Regions from separate parts of the Delphinus delphis genome. Here region 1 is linked to region 2. A link is a contact called in public Hi-C data. All regions are on one chromosome and are shown on one strand. The core of a region is the stretch at or near the end of the contact, and the rest is flanking DNA. Distances in the headings are between cores, read along the strand shown.

Region 1 (6,267 bases), core at 3,696-6,195, 170 kb before region 2:
TAAGACGGTCTTTTCCACAAAAAGTCCAAGAGGCAGGAAAGAGCTTTTTGAGGAGCTGTCAGGAGACCAGTGTTAGAAATTAAGCGAATGGTGGAAGGAAAGAAGCACAGGATAAAATCCAAGAGGTAGGAAGGGGCTAGATCATGCAGGGTCTTGATATCATGATAGGAATGTGGATTTTATTGGCTGAGCTATCTGTCAGTGTAGGAGTGTTTTAAGGAAACAAAATACTGTTAAGAAAAGTAGAAGGCAACAACATAGGATGTCAAATTGGGAAAAAATAGTATGAACCCATTTATATATCACTATCTCCCAAATTTATATTTTCAATGCAGCCCTCTCTCCCGAGTTGAGGAGTTTTAACTACATCTTCAGAAAATCTACTTCAGTGTTTAACGAGCACCTCACACTTAACAGGTCCTAGACTGAACTCCTGATCTTCCCCTCCAAATCTGCTCCATCTCATAAAATGGCAATTCCATCCTCCTAGTTGCTCAGCCAAAAACCTAGACTCCTCTCTTTTTCTCACACCCCACATCCAATCAAGTATTCTATTTAAAATTGCAACTGCTCCCTCAGAGGCAATGTTTCTCACCTCCAATCCTTGTTGTTCTCTGCAACATTGTCAACCTGTGACATACTACATCCTTTACTTATTTGTTTACTGTCTGTCTTCCCTGACTAGAATGTAAGCTGCGTAAGGGCAGAGATTTGGTCTGCCTTGTTTCCCGCTGTATCCTCAGGAACAAAAACAGTATGTGGCACATAGTAGGCACTCAATGTACAAGCTTAGTCTGTGAAAGGTTTCAATGCTTAAAATAAAAAAGGAGGAGAAAAGTATAAAGTTCACCAAATGCTAGTTGTAACACAAAAGGGATATGTTTAATTTATTGCTACTGATTAGTATATAAGGCAGTGTTAATAGTCATATGGTTATTCTGTTTCTTCTATAATCATGTCTGCTTATGGGTATGGATGTGTACTCCTTTCTCTGTAATCAGAAAGAATGTACACAGAGACCTGATCCTCCCACTCCTCAAAGAAACAGACTAAGAACAGGAAGGACTGATAGGCCATTTCGGTTACATAAAATAACCTGAAAGAAAGTTACTTTAAAATGTGTCCAGAATAACCAAGTATTTTAAAGAAGAGAGCGAGCTACACAGACTCAAATCTTCATCTCCTAGAAAGATTCAATTACTATGGAGTCCTACTAATTATCATAAAGTAGTAAGAGATTCACATTTCTCATCACACTAATAGACCAGGTCAGTAAATCAGAAAGACCAGACAGGGGGCAGGCAATGACAAATACCTCATTTTGGGGAAAGACATCAAGTTTCATAAAATTAAAACCTACTTGAAAGGCTCAGGAATCCTGTGTCATAACAAGGAAAGCTTTGTCATAAAAAATTGGATTTGGTCTAAATGGCCACCAAGTTCAGAATTGCATTGGCCTATGAAACCAGGTCCCTCGACCAAACTATTCACCAACTGGCCTGATCAGTAAGACTTAGAAATCCCAGTGGGTCTGAGGCTCATTTGGGTCTACGGACACTGAAATCCTGAAAAGGTTTGAAAAGAGAAGAATTACTGAAACCTAAGGGAGGCAACTCTGGAAGAAATGAATGTAGGAATAAAGAGAAATATAACCTAGAAGGAATCTTAGATCGGTGGGGTTCACACTTGTGAGATGTTGTTAATCTAAGTGTATTTGCTCAGCATCCCCTCACTCACTCCTTCTGAGTGAGTGAATGCTCACCATTCTCGGCAGCTCCTCCTAACATGGCAGGCACACTGGTTGCCTTGCCAGGAATGCTCTTCCCCAGAGAGCCCTATGGCTTGTTCACTCAACCAAGTGACTCAAATGTCACTTCCTCTGGGAGGCCTTCCCTAGCCACATTTCAGACCTCCCGTCCACACTCCCAATTCCCGTTCCCTGCACAGAACCTTAAACTCAACTGGAGCCCATCCTTTATCCCCACATTACCTCCCCATCACCACCAACAGAGATCTGCTTCAATCCCCACTTAAATCTATTTCCAGCATATGCTTTTAAATTCATTCAACAGAGTGCCTACTATGTGCTATGTGCTATTCTAGTGACTTGGGATATAGAGAAAATCTCTCTCTTTGCAAAGCTTATATCCTAATGCGAGGAGGCAATGAACATTGTAAAGAAGTAAATTACACAGTAAACATTAGGAGGTCATAAGTGCTAGGGAAAAAAAGAAAAAGTAGAACAAGGGAGGGGAATCAGGAGTGCCAGGGGTTGCAATTTTAAAGTTAGGTTATAGAAAGCCTCATTGAGGAAGTGACATTTAAGCAAGACTTAAATTGAATAAGGAGAAAGGAAGCAATGCAGGTACCTGGGGAAAGAGTGCTGTAGGCAGAGAGAAGAGCCCCTGCAATCACGCTGAGGTGGGATCATTCTGAGGGTGTTTAAAGAAGCCTGTGAAGGTTAGTGTGGTGAGAGCACAGTGGATGAGCAGGAAAATTAGCAGGTGAAGTCAGAGGTAATTTGTTTTATTGTTTCTGATTTATAGGCTGAGACCTCCAGGATCTGGTCAAAACTGTGCTGATGTGTAACAGTTAGTCCTTCTAGAAGGTAAGCCTTCTAGAAGGTAAGCCTTCAAGGAACCCTTTTGTCTTGTTCCCTGCTGCCTCCCCACCAGCAAGCACAGAGCCTGGCACACAGCAGATGCCCAATAAATTTTTGTGTGAGTGAACAATACAAAGACCATTTATCAGTGCTTATTATGTTCTACACCTGGGACTAAGCTTTGCATCCCCATTTTACTCAGCCCTAGCTCTGAGGGGGAGGGGAGATGGGTTCCTAAGTATCATCCCAGGCAGCCATGGGGAAAGGGGGAAGAAGGGTGTGGCAAATGGTAGTGCTTTTTAGGCACTATCCTCATGCAATGGACTTACTCTGTGAGGAGACTGCTCTTACGATCAATGAACCTGAGAGCTTCTGCCAGTGTCAACTCCAGGAAAAAACCATATCCAAGGGCCACATAGATCCGTGAAGTGTCTGGGCTAAGGAAACAGTGGTTAGAGGAAGCGGGGAAGTTCTTATCACTGTTTAGCACACCACACAGTTTGAGATTTTTTTTACTCCCCTCTCCCCCACCTTCCCCAAATTGAAGCTCTGGGTGGGCAGGAATTTTGTCCTATCTTATTTACTGTCACATCTCCAGCACCTAGCAGTGTCTGGTACATAGCAAATACTCAAAAAAAATTTTTGTTGAATGAAGGAAAGGGGAAGCTGAACCCTGTGGGCTCAGAGGGGTGGGTAGACACTCACACCACTGTGTCAACGAAGAAGTTACAGCCCAAATCCACCTGCATATATAACTCCGAGTGATTAGCTTCCTGTGGGGCCGGGGGAAAAAGAGGTAGGGATCAGTGGCCAAGTTTTAGGTTAGGTGACAGGTTTTGGTCTGGGGTATCTCCTCTCTTCCCCCTCCTTTGCCCACAAAAAGATTGTACCTAACCCTGGCACCTTTACCTGGAGTCGCTCAATGACATTTCTCAGTTGAAGGTATTTGGCCAGCTGCTCATATACCTTGTCGCGATGGTCCAGCACCTTTCTAATGGGACAAGAGTAAAATGGTGACCAAGAGGAAACCCTGTCTCTCTTGGAATACCTCATATCATGACCCTCTGAGACTCTCATGTCACCATGTCCTAAAGAGGTGTTTTAGTGCAGAAGTCAAGATTTGAACTCTGGGTCAGACTACTTCGGTTTGAATCCAGGCTTTCCATTTTACTAGCTGTGAGACTTTGGCAAGTGAGTAACCTTTTTGGAACTCAATTTCCCCATCTTTAAAATAGGAATAACGAGTATTACCTCACAGAGTCATTAGAAAGATTAAATGAGTTTACCAAAAAGCATTTAGAATAGTGCCTGCCAAACAAGAAGCTCTATATATGTGTTAGCTATTATTTATTAGTATTATTTCACTCTACTCCCAATGCCTCCCTCCAATCAGGATACCCTATTCTCACCCTAGAAAAAAATCCTCCATCCCTTTTAGGATGCTCATAATCCTAGACCTGAAAACTCTACTTCCTCCTCAGATTAATAATGATAGGAATAATAATTTTTCATACTCATTGAGCCTCTAGTATCCAAGTTAAATCCTTTACAAGGACTGAACACGCTGAAAACTCAAAACCACCACATGAGGAAGGTTGCATTAACTTCCCCATTTCACAGATGAGAAAACTGAGGCACAGAAACTCGAGGTGAGGTACAACGTGTTCACACGTAAAACGAAACGGCCAAGTCAGGATTCGAACCTGAAAACTCGCTCGTAACCCTTAACGCCATCTGAACCCGCGCATGCGCGGACACACCCTCCATTAAGACCGCCATGTCTTCCCTCTCCCGCCCACCGTCGCACCCCGGATATCGCCCCTCCTACCCCCTCGAAAGGCGCGCGGGGCCGGGTTCCGAACGCCTCACCCACCAATCAGAAGGATACGCCCTGACTTCGAACGCCCCGCTCACCACGTGCACCGCTCCAAGCGCCCCGCCCCCTATTCTGTCACTCACCTCAGGTCCCGCTGCAGTACGTCAGAGATGAAAGCCTCGTAGCGCAGCACTTTCTCCGCGGTGGCCTCCACCGCCCGCCGTTTAGGGGGCGTCGCCATGATGGGCTCCTGAGGAATGAGGAGGGGGAAGACCACGATAACCACTCAGTTTGCTCTCAAGCACAGTACATCTGCACCCTCTCAACGTTAGGAGTGGGGTCATCCGGCTCAAAATGGGGGTTCAGCCTTCTGCCCCTCCCAACTCTGGGACCCGGTCACACAGGCACACCCAAACACGGCCGTTACCTGAGAGCCGCCGGCAAAAAGAAGGGTTGGTAAGAACCTTAGCTTCCGGGTGGCGCGGGTAAATGACGTACAACGAGGGTGCTGGCCAACCAAATAACCAGGTGGTGTGGGATGGTCCTGAACGGAAGAAAACGCGTGAGAGAAGAGAAGGGCGGGGCTTTACAAAATCCGATGAGATTAAGGAAGGCTGCAGAGGGTGGGAACCGGGACTGAGCGCGGAGCCTATGAGGACAGTGCGTGGTTGGTGGGGGTGAGGTTTAATGGGATTTGGCGGGTTCCGGAGGAAGCAGGACGCACAGGTGGAAGTAGAGAGAGTAAAGCGTTTAGTATTTAAAAGTAGGAGCTTCACAGGGAGATCAACTCGGTGCTTTGTGACCACCTAGAGGGGTGGGATTGGGGTGGGAGGGAGACGCAAGAGGGAGGAGATATGGGGATATATGTATATCTATAGCTGATTCACTTTGTTATACAGCAGAAACTAACACACCATTGTAAAGCAATTATACTCCAATAAAGGTGTTGAAAATAAATAAATAAATACATAAATAAGTCCGAGCTTCAGAAGCAGACGGGCTAGAATCGATCATGGATCTGGTCTGTAAAAAGGAAAGTACATCCTTGTATCGCCCTGGATTTTGATTTTTCACACGGGAAGTTTGGGTTTGACTCCCGATAATGGAAATGACTGTGAGCATTAAAAAAACGTTTTTAAAAGGAGACAGTTTTTCTAAAATGCACCTTTGATGACTCCAGCTCTATGGCCCGCAATCTAACTGAGGTTCAAGAAGAGATTGACAATGCACTATGTCTAATCACGTCATTTAATAGGGGCGTCAAATGGAGGGTCGCTGAAGTCCTCTGCCCAAGACAGGTTATCCTGTAGCTGAAATAGTTCCTATGTTTTTATTTAAATGTGTAAGCTTTTTATTACTTTATTTTTAAGCGCTCAAATTACCGAATGGATTTATTTCCCACGTTAAATTTTCAAATAATAGCATCTAACCCAGTAAGTCCAAGCCTGAGCCTGGAGGAGAACCTGGATGCTGGATCCCCCAAATGATATTCCCACCTTCAGGGCCTAGAGCACCCACCCCTATCAGGGAAGTCTCCCCAGATAATTTGCGGGTTTATGTGTCTTTTAAGCAAGCTTTGTTTCAAATACTCAAAACCTGAGCAAATCAAGCTTTTCTTTGCCCTTAGAACAAGATGATTGCAAAGGAAGTATTGTGAGTTAAAAAATTTTTTGGTAAATCTTCTCATGTTACATATGGTTACAATTACATTTAGTTTGATCAAAACAGATACTAGGTAGTTAGACAAATATTATCGAGTTAAGCTATACCATTTTCTTGTGAAAAAAGGTGTTACATTTATTATCTTTACTTAACATGGAGAGCACAGAGTTCTGATGAGCTGGAGATG
Region 2 (6,488 bases), core at 3,577-6,076:
CCACCATATCCCCTCAATGGATGAACTGCTACACATTCTTCAAAACCCATCTCACATGTGTCCTGTGGGAAGCCCTCTCTGACGGTGGTAGAGGCTCAATGCCCGCTGAAGGTCCTTCTGAAACGCAGGTCCTATTTGAAAGGACCTGGCCCTGAGCTCTGGTGTTCTCTATGCCTTTGTGCCCTCAGATCGGTCACGTCCTTTTTGGGCCCCAGTTCAACATTCTGGACAGAAGAGGGCTGGACTCTGTGATTACCCAATAATAGTGTGAAATTTTTCCATTAAAAAGCTGGGTGTAAAATAAATAAGCTATCATTGCCTTCTATCTACTGACACATGTAAATGGTTGTGGCTGTTTGTCCAGAGGTCCCTGCTCAGTAAATATTGTAAACTATTTTTTACCTACTAAAGGAAGGCATGCAAGACAAGACTGATCAGAAGACTGTGGATATTACTCCTTGCATCTACCGTAGGGCAAAGAGGTACTCATCATTACATCCTTAGCTGCAGATATGAAAATATTCTGACCTTGCGTTCTTCCTCGTTTTCAACTACATGCCCATATAAATGTGAGGATTCGAGACTGGCCTGCTCCAGGATGCAGGGCAGTCGGTGGTAGAGTTTAAAAGGAGACTCTGATCTTCCTAGTTAAAGTGCAGTCCTCCAGCATTTCCAATTCACATCACTCTGCCCTATCCACCCCTCTTTAGCAGTTATCACCTTTCAACAATGTTTATTGCCTCTCTTCCCCACTAGGATGTCAGATCCAGGAAGCTAGGGACTTGGGGGCTGTTTTGTTTTACCAAACAACAAGTACCAAGAGCAGTGACTGGTGATCAATAAATATTTGGTGAATGAACGAATATGGTCTTACATACTTAGAAGTTCTCCATCTCTAGTATTTTCTGCATTACTCTAGAAAACAATTTTATAATTAGTCATGTCATCCAGAGATGCCTGTAGAGTCTTTAGGAGGGAGTAATTAATCTTTTAAGAAAATGAATCCAGTGCATGTGTTTTGCTGCTCTCTACATGTATGGTAAGATACTAAAAATAAGGCAGTTGATTACTCCACATACGTGAGAAGCAGAAATCACTGCAGTATCAGCACGAACAAAGAAATGTGCAAACAGTAAATGAATAAGATAATTTCTGATAAAAAGGAAGGCTATGAAGAAAACGAAAGCATGGCGAGGAGCTAGAGAGTTGTGGGGGTAGATCGGGGAAGAAAAACATCCGAAGAAAGGACATTTGAGCAGGTGCACGAGTGGTGTGATGGAGTGAGCCCTGGGGCCAGAGCACTTTTGGCAGGGGCCACAGAAAGTATCAATGCCATGGAGCTTCTGCCTCCCTGCTCATCCCACAACTGGGTGGCATCTCTGGGCTGGAGCCAGAGATTTTCTTACCCCATTCAAGAAAGGGACATCACTTTTCTCCATGCAGACTTCCTCTTTTTACATTTAAGTGTTTATCTAACAGTTTAATTTTCCCAATTAACTTAAATATTAGTTAGTTTCAATAATATAATTAGCACTTATGCACCTACCACCCAAAAGAAAAGGTATGGCCTTAATAACCTCCATCTATCCATGTGTTCCCCCAATTGATGGCCCTGCCTGCCCTCAGCTGAGGTAAGTATCATCCTAAATCCCAAGTTCATCAATTTTTGATTTCCTTTTTATATAATTTTATCACAACTATACAAAATCCTAAATAGTTCATGTTCTTTATATTAGTAGCTTTTAATTTTATAAACGTGTGTTATGTTTTATATACTATTTTGGGAATCACAGGGTTTGTTTTTTCCCTTAAACTCATCCTTATTGTTGGGTACTGTTCTAGTTCATTCATTTTGACTCCATCCATTTTTGTTTCCAGGTCTTGCTATTGTGAACAGGATGCCATGCATATCCTAGGTTTCATGTGCAAGTGTTTCTCGTGGATATATTCCTAAGAGTGGACTGGATAGATTGTGAGGTATGTACATATTCGCTGTAGGAGGAAATGCTAACTATTTTCTAAAGTAGTTACACTGGTCTATATTCCTTCAACAGGGCAAAAAGATCCTGTAGCTGTACATCCTCTGCAACACTGTACTGTCAGACTTAAATATTTGCAAATTGAATGGGTGTAAAATGTCATCTCATCATGTCATGATTTGTATTTCCCTGATCGCTGATGACTTTGAACATCTCTTCATATGTTTTTTTTTTTGAGCCAGCAATAAAATGAAGACTATATTATTAAACTTACATAACAAAAGTTCCAGTCCCCAACTCTAACTACTTGAATATGTTGGCTCCTTTTGGTCATTTTTTATTCTTCAAAGGAAAACAGCCATGAAGTTGATACAATGCAGAAAAGAAAACTTTACATGCTGAAAGGAAAGTAATAGCACTCTTATTTGCACTTGACTCAATCAATTATGCAACCTCAGGAACACAATAAATGCACTTGACTGTTTATACATCATTAATATTGCAAAATCAACTATATTATCATAAATTTTCTTTACTTATCTCAGAATATAATCTCCAAAGACTGTAGTCTCCATGAAACAATTGTCCATCTGGAATTACTTTGTCCCCCTAAATGAGGCTAGTTACTTTTTTCCTATTAGGAAGCCATCCAAAGTTTGATTCCTTTCAGAGTCATATCTCAAATGTCTATTTCTGAATTTATTTTGTTGCAAGCTTACAGTTAGCAGTTGACAAAACCTTTAACTTTTTTTATACCCACAACAATTTGACAAAATATTTTTTACGTTTCATATGTTTATTGGCTCTTTTTTTTTTCCTTCTCTGAAATAGTCTAATAGACTTAGTTTTTTAAAAACGTAACCATAGTGCTATTACGACACTCACATTAACAATGATTCCTGGAGCTCTATTAGACATGTATGCATGCCAAACATGCTTCCACTTATTCCATTTCTTCTTTCATTTATTCATTCAACAAACACTCAGACCAGGGCTATAGGGGCAGAAAGAGAATCTGGGATAATCAGAGAGTCCAACCCTCTAAGAAAGTAAAAATTAGCTCAGGGTATAAAAGTCTGCTCTGCCACTCATAAGGCTGGGAGAACAGACACAGATTAAGTCAGATGCGAAATTAACAGAAAATATTATTTCTCCCAAGGATGTCCTACAGCTGTAATGCCATAAATAACTCCTACTTTGAGTGACTACTGCTTTTTTACTCACTGAGAAACTGTTCTCTACAATCATAGGCTATCAGAAACTACTGTTTGAAGTGATATCAGTACAGATAAAACATCTCCCTCTTGCTGAAGATTATAAGTCACTTAGACACCGCAGCTAAGATTTCTAACCCCAGTGCAGAGAGAAGGGGTATCTAGATACAAAATTCTGTATCTATCTTAACTTTATGGTTTCCAAGGAAACAGGATTCTGGGTTCACTTCATAGTCCACATACAGCCCTGCTTTGCTTTGAGTTTACCAGAACACTGCTTCATTCACATTTCACCTGAACTTCACCATTCCTCAGAATTCCATAATAACTCTATTTTTTCCTTGTTTAGTGAGCCACCTCATGGTTCCTCTGGCGTGTGGTCTCCCTCACTGACTGATAGATTTGTCTGACTACAGATTAATCCCAGATGGTCTTAGGCTAATTGGGATAGGACACCCTTACATTCCAGATTGTTAAACTGAGGCCCAGAGGGGATGTGACCGGACTGAGAGCATCCAGCAAGTTCACACCTGAGCCCCTCAAAACACCTTCTTCACTTGAGGATTCAAAAAGGCCTTCAGAGGGTTACAGAGCCTTCTACCTCTTTCAGGAAGATTCCCTGGAGGAGATAGCTGAACTTGGTTTTGAAAGATAAGTAGGCATTCCCAGGTGAAGGGTAGCATGACTTCTTCCCCTTCTGCCCCAGTAACATCTCCCAGAGGGCACAGGCATCTCCAGAATTTCCATATTGGGGGTGATAAGGGGCAACAAATTGGTTGAAGGGCAGAATCAATCTTGTCTTAAAGCTACACTTGCAAAGTAAGGGCACTATTACTATATAGATTTTATTTTATAAGAAAATAAAAATAAATTTTCCTAAAGATACTTTTATTGACATATTGCATTAGATTAAGGGAAAAATCAAAAACCTTTATTGGTAAGAACTTCTACTTTAGCTCGGGTAGCTGGAGTGGGAGATAATGTAGCTTATGGGAGCATCCAAACCCCACAGCCAACCCCAACAAGCCCAGCAGAGGGGAATCTAACACTGACTCCTCCCCCTTTTCCCCAGGGCTATATCCTAGGAGGACTTGCAGGTCCCTGATTTCTTCCCTTTCTCCCCTCGTGGTATGTTCCAGGAGAGGCCCGCAAGCAGTCCTACTTCTTCTCATCCTGTGGTATCTGCCAGGAGATAACAGCCACTGGCACCTCTGCGTCTTTCCAGAGGCCTCTCAGCTTCTCTGAACATTATTACACAGATCCCAGGACGCCCGCCCAGAGAAACGTCCCCACCCTCTCTCCCCACCATCTGTGAGACAGCGCCAGTGCTCAGCAATGTGAGTTTAGAGGCTTCCTCATCCTCTGTACGGAATGGACACTCCTCCAACATGGCGTACTCCATGAGGAAGCGCAACCTGGGCGCGGCCATGTTCCCCGCCTGACAATGCTGCCTAGGGGCACTGAAGGCAACTAAACACAGACTCCGTAACATCTCCATGTTGGCTCTGGCTGACTGCGGCTTCGAATGTGATTTTGCGCATGTGCAGAACCACGCCCCTTCGTGTAAAGCCCCAAACCCCGAGAAGGGGCGGTGCTAGGGGTGGTGACCGGAAGCTGCTGCGGTTTTCGGCCGCGGTTTAATAGTTGTTGTCAAGAGGATCCCAGTGCTCTTTGCCGGAGGGATGTGGAGGTGATGGGGACCCGGGGAGGGTGAGTGTTGAGGAATTCTGTGTGGTCAGTGATGGAATCGGTTGTCTGAATGTAGTTGGATGATTCGCTTGTTATTTTTCAGGCTTTCCTCTTTTCTCATATCAACGTTAAGGTCTTAAAATTCACTCTGAGACCCACAAGGTTTGGTGCATTATAAGTGTTTTCTAAGAGTTGATTATTATTTTTTTTGCTCATGAATTATTTAAAAGTGCGCTTTCATTTTACAGAAGTTTATCTTTTTACTAGACTTCTAACCTTAGTTTTCTGTGGTTAGAAAAATGTCTACATGAAGCTCATTCCTTGAAATATGAGGGGAGTCATGGCCTAGTCCTTGGTGAATTGTTTTATAAATGTTCCATGTATAATTCGAAAATAATATTTAATTGTTTAGTCGTCAATTGTGTTGTACAAAATTTGTACTTTTTTTCCCCTGCTAGTTCTATTACAGAGAAAGGAGAGATTAAGTCTTCACTGTGATGATGATTTGTTCATTTCTCCTTCCTGCTGTCCATGATACATTTTGAGTTAAGTTTTGTGTAAAGTGTGAGACTTAGATCAAGGTGCATTTATTTGGCTGTCCAATTACTCAAGCACCGTTTGTTAAAAAGACGGTAGTTCCTCCACGGACTCGTTCTGTACCTGTGTCAAAAATAAATTTGCCATACTTTTGTGTGGCTATTTCTAGGTTCTCTATTATGTTCCATTTATTTATGTGTCTATCTATGTGTCTTTTATCATGAATGTGTGTTGAATTTTGTCAATACTGTGTGAATTTATATGGTTTTTCTTCTTTGGCTTCCTAATATGGGGGAATGCCCTTATTGATTTTTGAATATTGAATCAGCTTTACATTCCTGGAATAAGCCTCACTTGGTTGTGGTGTATAATTCTTTTTTTATAGTGCAGGAATTGATTGGTTAATGCTTTTGTTTTTGAGGATTTTTGTGTCTAAGTTCGTGAGAGATGTTGGTCTATAGTTTTCTTTTTTTGTACTTTCTTTTTCTGGTTTTAGTATTAGGGTAATACTGATCTCAATAAATGAGTTAGAAAGTGTTCTCTTCTATTTTCTGGAAGAGATTGTGTAGAATTATGTTATTTTTCTTTAAATATTTGATAGAATTCTCCAGTGAAACCATCTGGGCCTGGAAATTTCCTTTTGGAAGCTTTTGATTATGGCTTCAATTTCTGTAGTAGTCAAATGACTATTCGGGTTATCTATTTAATATCTTTTCAGAGTATCTTCATATTTAATAGTGGGTAAGTTGTGGGAGTCTCTGTTTTGTGAGGAATTGGACTATTTCATCCAAGTTGTTGAATTTATGTGCATAAAGTGGTGTGTGGTATTCCCTTACTTTTCTTTTAATGGCTGCAGGATCTATAGTTATATCTCCTGTTTCATTTCTGATATTGGTAATTTGTGTCTTATCTCTTTTTATCTTTGTCAGTCTTGCTAGAGGATTACCAATTTTATCGGTCTTTTCAAAGAACCAGCTTTTGTTTTCATTGATTTTTCTCTATTGTTTTTGTTTTCAATTTTATTGATTTCTGCTCTTATATCTATTACTTCTTTCTTTCTATTTGCTTT

The links. Hi-C and Micro-C count contacts between places; a contact is called where the count stands out from the background.
Region 1: a Hi-C map of lung shows a contact between it and region 2, with 3 times the contacts expected there. The contact joins the promoter of UXT here to the promoter of LOC132417940 in region 2. A contact is called at or near these places in 2 of 3 Hi-C or Micro-C datasets (lung and muscle).

Annotation. Positions count from the first base shown.
Region 1 is chrX:85,922,559-85,928,825 of mDelDel1.2, reverse strand. UXT (ubiquitously expressed prefoldin like chaperone) reads right to left here and starts at 4,945. Exons shown (of 7, transcript XM_060001669.1): 1 at 4,846-4,945; 2 at 4,562-4,668; 3 at 3,512-3,593; 4 at 3,308-3,375; 5 at 2,932-3,039. The coding sequence starts at 4,659. All of the region lies in intron 4 of ZNF157 (zinc finger protein 157), which reads left to right.
Region 2 is chrX:85,756,180-85,762,667 of mDelDel1.2, reverse strand. LOC132417940 (zinc finger protein 81) reads left to right here and starts at 4,826. Exons shown (of 5, transcript XM_069540376.1): 1 at 4,826-4,903. The region is part of intron 4 of ZNF157 (zinc finger protein 157); the gene reads left to right. It also overlaps the pseudogene LOC132418201.